3 separate regions of the Hordeum vulgare genome follow, and all the other regions are linked to region 1. The links are chromatin contacts, called in public Hi-C maps. All regions are on one chromosome and are shown on one strand. Each heading gives the region's core, a stretch centred on a gene start, on an enhancer-like site or on the middle of the called end of the contact. The rest is flanking DNA. Distances are from core to core; before and after follow the strand shown. Region 1 has its middle 160 kb from the start of LOC123408237. Region 2 holds the start of LOC123407526 (pentatricopeptide repeat-containing protein At3g14580, mitochondrial-like). Region 3 holds the start of LOC123410149 (protein NOI4-like).

The links. A called contact is a pair of places that touch in the nucleus more often than the background predicts.
Region 2: a contact with region 1 is called in a Hi-C map of leaf, with 2.2 times the contacts expected there. The contact joins the promoter of LOC123407526 here to the enhancer-like site in region 1. A contact is called at or near these places in 2 of 6 Hi-C or Micro-C datasets (leaf and seedling).
Region 3: a Hi-C map of leaf shows a contact between it and region 1, with 3 times the contacts expected there. The contact joins the promoter of LOC123410149 here to the enhancer-like site in region 1. A contact is called at or near these places in 2 of 6 Hi-C or Micro-C datasets (leaf and seedling).

What each region holds. Positions count from the first base shown.
Region 1 is chr7H:128,297,896-128,300,595 of MorexV3_pseudomolecules_assembly, forward strand. No RefSeq gene overlaps it. Among protein-coding and RNA genes, the nearest start is that of LOC123408237, 160 kb to the left of the region's middle. Within about 2 kb of position 1,251, at least 3 of the 3 cell types and tissues checked have open chromatin away from gene starts, as enhancers often do. A contact at or near this core is called in leaf and seedling, where this site is marked.
Region 2 is chr7H:128,945,781-128,948,480 of MorexV3_pseudomolecules_assembly, forward strand. LOC123407526 (pentatricopeptide repeat-containing protein At3g14580, mitochondrial-like) reads left to right here and starts at 1,429. Exons shown (of 4, transcript XM_045100686.1): 1 at 1,429-2,700. The coding sequence starts at 1,644. It overlaps TRNAR-CCG (a tRNA gene), which reads right to left and starts at 1,334; the gene lies at 1,262-1,334.
Region 3 is chr7H:127,512,281-127,514,980 of MorexV3_pseudomolecules_assembly, forward strand. LOC123410149 (protein NOI4-like) reads left to right here and starts at 1,255. Exons shown (of 3, transcript XM_045103044.1): 1 at 1,255-1,458. The coding sequence starts at 1,453.

The DNA of each region.
Region 1 (2,700 bases), core at 1-2,500:
ATTATTTTTTTCTCGTGGGAGTCATAAATTTACTTTTCATCCTGCACGGATTTACTTCCGTAAGGCACATGCCTGTACCTCTTCGAAAAGAACAAAAAGGCGTTATTTTTTCACGACAGGAATAGTTGTGCCTTTTCGGAAAGGAAAAAAATTAAAAAAATGTGTTTCATGGAAAACAATTCATAGAAAATTATCATCCTGAGATCTAGTTTTGAAGACGTCAACACGAGGAATTTAAGGTGAAAACGGTTCAAGATTTAGACGCACGGTTTAAGAGATAAAATGTTTTGATAAACAAATCTATGAAAAATAGATAACTTCTAGGTTATGACAACTGACGCACATGTAATATACTAATTTTGACAACCTAAGGAAATAATAGCGACCTTTGCAAAGAGTATGTCTTAATTAACGATTTTAGTAAATTCATGACCATATTCAAATTCATCTCGAGAGCTGCTCCTAAAAGCCTGTTGCGCTGTCTTGTGACCGCTAGGGATATGTCTCGCCCGTACCAATTGCAAGGCATTTTCTATTTAGCGCTGCATGCGCCAATGAACGTGCATTTTGTTAACTGGCGCCTGCAGCATTCTTAAATGTGCCGGCCCATCTAGTCGTCGGATGATGACTTTTTCTGAAAAACTCTATGAATTATTGAATATCGATGAATTTGTTTAAATTTCAATGAATTTTTTAAGAACTTGATGAAGTTTTCTCGGGAAATCGATCAACCTTTTACAAAATATTAAAGTTTTATGAAATTTTCTGAAATGGATGAACATCTATTTAAAATAGACGACTTTGTTTCAGAATTAATGAAAATTTTAAGGTTTTAAACTTTTTTTTCAGTTCAATGAACTTCTTGAAAGAATACATGAACTTTTTTTCAATATCTGTGATTTGTTTTTCAAATTTAGTAAGTTTTTTTACAAATTTATTGTGATTTTTCCATATTTCTGAAGTTTTGTTTCAATTTCAATTAAATTTTAAAAAAATTGATGAAACTTTTTAAAATATATGAATACTTTTTAAAATGGATGAAACTTTTTCTTCAAGTCTGTAAAATATTTTTAGTTTAATATTTTCAGTTTCATAATAAATACAAAATTTGGACGATTTTTCTTTCTGGATTAACGTAAAACAAAATAATAGAATAAAAAAACTGGACTGATTGCGTGCGTCTTAGTGGGCCAGACCGTTGCAGTGAAATTGTAGGCGCTGGATCCTGGGATCTCCAAGAAAACTCTATTTGACGCACTATGCGGCAAATACGCGGGGAACGCACACAAGCTGCCTGCCAGCGACAGGTTTGGGCCGGGCCATAGCAATCCCTGTTTTCGGAACCAGTTTTTTTGCCATTTTTGGGAACTATCTAGAAGATTCCCTGAACTATTTATCATTTTTAGCTTTTTTTTTCTTAGTCTTTTTTTCCTGTTTCTGTTTAAAAATGATTTGGATTTTCAAAAAATGTTTCAGAATTTTCAAAATGTTCTAGAATTGACAAAAATGTTTCAGAATTTGAAAAAATGATCTGAAATTTGAAAAAATGTTCGGTAATTTGAAAACATATTCCGCAATGTGAAAACTGATTCTAAATTTGAATTTTTTTTGCATATTTGCAAAAAATGTTCCGAAATTTGAATTTTTTCCCGATATTCATAAAATGTTACGGAATGTCAAAAAATGTTCCGAAATTTGGAAAAATGTTCCGAATTTGGGAAAATGTTCCGGAATTTGAAAAGGTGTTCCTTAATTTGAAAAAAATGTTCTGCAATTTGAAAAATGTTGCTGAATTTGAAAATTCCAGAACATTTTTTCAAATTCCGCAACACCTTTTCGAATTCCGCAACACCTTTCCAAATTCGGAACATTTTTTCAAATTTCAGAATATTGTTTCAATTTCCGGAACATTTTATGAATATCCGGAACGTTTTTCAAATTCTGGAACATTTTATAAATTTCGGCACATTTTTTCAAATTACCGAACAATTTTTGAGAATCTGAATCAAAATTTCAATTTAGGAACATTTTTCAGATTGCGGAATATTTTTCAAAATACGGAACATTTTTTCAAATTTCAGAACTATTTTTTTCAATTTTAAATATTTCTTTAAATTCCGAAACATTTTTAAACAGAAACAGAAAAAAAAGAATAAAAAAAAGTTAAAAATGAAAACCAGTTCAGGGAATCTTGTAGATAGTTCCCAAAACCGAAGAAAATTTGCTAAAATCCTAGGTTCCGAAAACTGGTATTGCTAATGGGCTGGCCCAAACCTGTCGCTGGCTGACAGCTTCTGTGCGTTTGTCCGCCTATTTGACCCAAAGAGCGTCAAATAGAGTGTTTCCTGGATCGTTACCGGACAACTGGACCGCTGACTAGGAGCTACCCAATTGCAAATACGAATCGCCTAGTGGGAAACAGAGGGCCGGGCCCAATCAGCTCGACTTCTTTTTCTATTTATTTTCCCTTTTTTTCCACTGTTAGAAGTCTAGTTTTCCACAGGTTTTCTATGGATTTCTTCTGTTTTTTATAGTTCTCTGTTTCCGCTGTTCTTTTTATCATCAGATATTGTGGTCTTTTCTTCGGTTTTGTTCTTTTTTTGTCTTAGTTTTCGATCTCACTTTCTTGGTTTTCTGTTTATTTCTTCAGTTTTCACTGATTTTCTCTCGGTTTTATTCCAACACATGTCTACATTTCTC
Region 2 (2,700 bases), core at 179-2,678, 650 kb after region 1:
GAGACTTCCAAAATAATAATTTGGTTGACCTTATTCCAGCTCATTCTACAAGCCAGCAAAAGAACTGGTCCCTATAATGATTCAGAAAGACAAAAGAAATATACCGTTCTTCCCTGATTGCCCGGGAGTGCATATCAAATCACTACTGATTGCCCGGGAGTGCATATCAAATCACTGTGTGCATTTTAAAACCGATCTGAAAAACCATAGCGAATATAAATTGAACCGAACCAATTTTATGGTTTTTATGGTTTATGGTTCCGATATACTATGAACTTTTCATACTGTTTTGAATTTTGGTTTTTATGGTATATATAAAAAAACCGAATGGATAACAGAATAAACCGAAATAAAAAACATATTTATATATCTTGGGGCAAATAACCATACAAGTAGTTATTTTTTGGACAAAAGCTAGATTTCCTGTTAAGCGCATCTATGTTTCTTGTAACATAGTCATATTTCTCGTGAAAAGAATTCCAAGCACGTCCATGACCATTGAATACATGCATGCATATACACTTGCATATAGTTATATACTCTTTGTATAAAAGAATATGTGAACTGAGTCACAAATTTGTAAATTGTTATGTGTCACTTTCCAATTCGTGTAAACTTTGATTTTTATGGTATATACCAATTCATGCCAAAATAATTTGGTATATATCGAAACCGAACCGTATCTAAAATTCATACCGTATTTACCGAAGTATTAATACTGTTCAAACTGAAAAACATATAAATCGAGCCATGTAAACCGAATAAACCGAACGCACAAAGTGAATACCAAAGACTGGAGACATTTTCTTTGGATTCCTTGTGTGTTTGGGCCCACACCCTCAGCCCATTGAAATCGAAATTAGATTAGTGCTGCAACAACTGTGTCGATTCTTGTCTCAAAAAAAAAAAGCTGTGTCGATTCAATACGGATAGAACTTATGAGGTTAGTGATGCGAAATGTGTTACTACTTGGTTGTTGGTGGCGCGTATCCTCAATGCAATTATATAAATGGAAAATGGCAAGGATTCGCCCTTTACCATTGAAACCAGCAATGAAAAAACACTAACATAAACTATTGACCGGAGCCGAGGCATTGTTAATTATGAAGATCACAAATCATAAGAAAAATGTGAAGGGAAGACTAGCGAGGGAGACTGACCACAAAAGTATCTTAACTGTTTAAAGCTTTCTTAAGTCTAAATCAATTCAGGAAACAAAAGAAAAGAAAAGAAAGAAAAGAAAAAAAAGAAAAAAATTGAACGACCACGCTGGGACTCGAACCCAGAATCTCCCGCTCCGGAGGCGAGCGCCTTATCCATTAGGCCACGCGGTCATGTTGTGAGATGTCTCATAATATAGTTTATATATTAGTTTACACAAACCACACGAGTTGGGCTTTCCCTAAGAAAGAGCCCAAGGCCCACCATGCTACTAGGCGCACATCGCCGCCGCCCAGCGACGCCTCCGCCTCCGCCTCTCTTCTCCTCAGTCCTCACCCATTCGCCGCCGGCCACCGAACCTCCCCCAGCGCAGTCCACCTCCTTCCTTGCCACGCACACCCCCACCTCCCCGATAAACTCTCCAACCACTTCTCGAGTAGTCCAGCCCCGCCCCCATCCGATTCCCACTTCCCGGCGGCAGCATGTCGAGACCCCTGGCGCGGCGCGCGGTTCCCCCATTCCTGAGGCTGCGCTCCACGGCCTGCGACGACGGCCACTGGATCGGCCGGCTGGACCACAGGGACTGGCTCGCCCCGAACGAGGTGCTCAAGATCTTCGCGAGCATCAGGGACGCCGCTCTGATAACCAGCGTCTTCAGGAAGGCCTGCGCCCGGAGGGACTACAAGCCCAGCGAGGCCCTCTACGGCCTGATGATCGACCGGCTCGCCGGCGCCCGGCGGTTCGGCGACGTGGAGGAGCTGCTGGCCAGGGCGAGGGCCGAGCGGTTCAGGTTCTCGGACGACTTCTTCTACAGGCTCATCAAGATGTACGGCAATGTGGCCAACCACCCCGAGAAGGCCATGGAGACGCTCTACGCGATGTCCGAGTACGGCTGCTGGCCGTCCACCAAGACCTTCAACTATGTGCTCCACATGCTCGTGTGCAGGCGGCAGTACGAGGTTGTCCACGAGGTGTACTCCAGCGCGCCCAGGCTGGGCGTGGAACTGGACACCTGCTGCTTCAACATCCTTATCAAGGGGCTGTGCCAATTTGGGAGATTCAACGAGGCCCTTTCGCTGCTGGATGAGATGCCGAAGCAGGACTGCCGGCCTAATGCGATGACCTATTCGACCCTGATGCATTTCCTCTGCCGGAACTGCCGGGTGGATGAGGCGTTCGAGCTGTTTGAGAGAATGCGCAAGGAGGAAATCGATGCGGATACGGTTGTTTACAATATATTGGTATCTGGTCTCTGCAGAGAGGGAAGGGTGACCTCTGCATATGATCTGTTCAAGTCGATGTCGTCTCAGGGCTGCCATCCTAATTCAGGGACTTATCAGGTACTTCTTGATGGCCTTGTGGCCTCAAAGAACTTTGTGGAGGCGAAGGACCTGGTTGGTATGATGAGTGCTGAAAGTCTGAGACCTAGTTTCTCATCTTACAAGCTGCTAATTGATGGCTTCTGTAGTGTTAACTGCTTAGATGATGCACATCATGTCTTGAAGCAAATGGTGGACCAAGGTTTTGTTCCTCGGATGA
Region 3 (2,700 bases), core at 5-2,504, 790 kb before region 1:
CTCTGACCCAGTCTCTCGCTCTCGGTACCATTCATCCATTTATTAGATTAGACGGGACGGCATCGGAAGGTCTACCGCGAGAGGATCACAAAAAATTCTGGATTCTTGACAAGCCATTTGGGTATATGCTGCAGTTCACTGTCTGTATAAACAAACTTGGCATAGATACCTCACCTGGTAGCAAAACCTATATAACAGAACAATGAAGGACAAGCTTTGTCCGATGCAAGCAATCGGAGACGAGATGAAAGCAACACGACACTGGCTAGCCACGGGACCCGGCTCGAGCTGACGCTGCAGCCGAACGGGACCAGCCCTCTGGGCCAATTACGCAAAAGCGCCGAGATTGATTTACTGTACGGACATCTTCAATGTTGATCCATAAATCTGTATCGCATAAACGGTTCGAGCGCGATTTCTTTCATAAATAAGAAACAAATATGAGGGGGCTCTGACGGACGAAGAATTCACCCCTCAGATGAAGATCATGATAGAGCGTTTGCTCCGATAGATGGGATCGACGTCACCATCACCGACGCCCATGATCGACGTTTTATATAAATTATATCCGAACTTGAATGAAATTCGCCTGGGTTGATCGAATTTTGTTGAATTATTTATCTGATATATACAACTAACGTTGGGTGTCCGTATCCATATTCGCGGTCGCGTATGGATGCGAAAGTAAATTTATGGGTTGCTAATCTAGCTTAAGCCAATGTTGTAGGCGACCTCCCCGCCTCCATTTTCTACCTCGAAGTGAAAAGTAAACTGAGGTCAAGCAGCGGCTGACGGACTAGCACCATCAATCCATCATCAATCAATAATATAAGAAGTCATGGCCTGACAAGTCACAGCCCCCACGCCGAAGCTAGCACGGACAAAACAGGCGTAGCTGGGCTTTGTTTTCTTTTCTGGCTGCCAGTAAACAAAGCCGCCAGTATACAACTCCAGTCGAGTCGAGTCGAGTCGAGTCGAGATTCCAAGCGGAGCGCCAGCCCACACACACACACCGACGTGCGCCCCTCCTCGCGCGTTTCCACTCTGTCTCCGCGCCGTCGCCACCCCCCAACCCCCGCTCCGCTCCGCTCCAACCCCAGCCCCAGCCCACGGTGACCCCGCACCGGCCGACACGCGGGCCCCGCCGGCCGCGCGGCTCACATGCGTGCGCGTCCCCCGTAGAAAACCTCCCGCTGCCTCTCTCTGCTTCGCTTCGCTTGGGACGGGAAAAAATATCTGTTTTTACGGGGCTGCGGGGTGCGTTTCCCCCGTCTCGAGGTATAAATCCGTCTGCTCCTTTTCCACTTCGATTCGTCGTCTCCTCCTCCGCTCCGTCGCTCGCCCTTATCCCCGTCCCTTTCCCCTTCCTCCTCCCACCAGCAGCCGACGAAACTTTCCCCCAAGCCCCTCTCCCTCCCCCTCGGCGGATCGGACCGCCGCCGCGCTCAATCCATGTCGGTAAGCGACGACGCTCCCCGCGCGCTCCCTGCCGTTTTTTTCCCGCCGGTTTCCGGCGCTGTTTCCTGCCTAGATCGACGCCGGCGAAACGTCGCCTTCTGTGGCCTTCATCGGTTATTATTATTAGTATTAGTTTGTTGATTGGGAGGATCGGTATGGAGTAGGGGGTGGAAACCAGATGCTCGGCACGGGAGTGATCCTTGGCTGCTGCCTTGGAACATAGGCGTAGAGAGGAAATTCGTTCCGGATTTTCCCAGACCGAATTGCTGAGCGTTGGTTTTATGTTCGGTTTATTTATGTGTATTGATGAAAGGCTCTGGAAGGGTCGCCTCCCAGCCAAGACGTTTGCGATTAGTTGGGTAAATCGATCATTTCGGCAACCATTTGGAGACTCCTGTTTGATTGAACACGAAACATTTTGGTTGACCTATGCTGCATAGTTATGCGGCTTTTGTACAGGTCGCGGGTGAACTTGCAAGGGGTAAGGTCCATTTCGTTTAGTAGGTTGGTCAATATCTAGCACTTCTAGGATGTCTGTGGACTTGTTTTGTTTCCTGGGTTGGCCAATATCCAGGTATTCTAGGGGTCTTAACTGATCAAACATTTTGAGGCACACAAAGTTTCTAAAGCAAAAGCATAACCAATTAATGACTATGTTTTGGTGCATAGCATTGATTGCTTGGTGGCTATTCAAGTTTCATGTCATCAATATAACTGAAAATTGTTAGCACTGGTATGTGAAATTGGATGCTGGTCAAAAATAAGTAAATAGTAGGAGTTTGCTAGCAGCATCATACCAGGTGATAATGGTATCATTTTGTGATTACAGCTTTACATTGGATACTGTAATATGAGCAGGACAGAGCTAAAATTTATGCACCACTGATGTGTCTTGACTGCATCATGGATTATCAGATTATGTGTAAGGGCAGCACTTATAGGCTCCTGTTTTCTTCTCAGGAGGCTAACTGTTATGGTCTGGGTTCTGAATATACCTGTATTTATAACAAAAATCTCCTACTGCTGCATCCAGCAATCAGCTAGGTGTTTATCATTTATCAGACATATCTAGGCTATGACCCCTGCTCCTGTCCCATAGGTTTTCAAGTGAAATGTGCCAATACCTTTCAGCGCAGATGATGCATGCCTGCTGAAATTAACTTGTCATGCCCTGATCAGTAAATGAATGAAATTCTAATTGTAGTGCTGGACCATATTACAGTATCAATCATTTCCTAATTC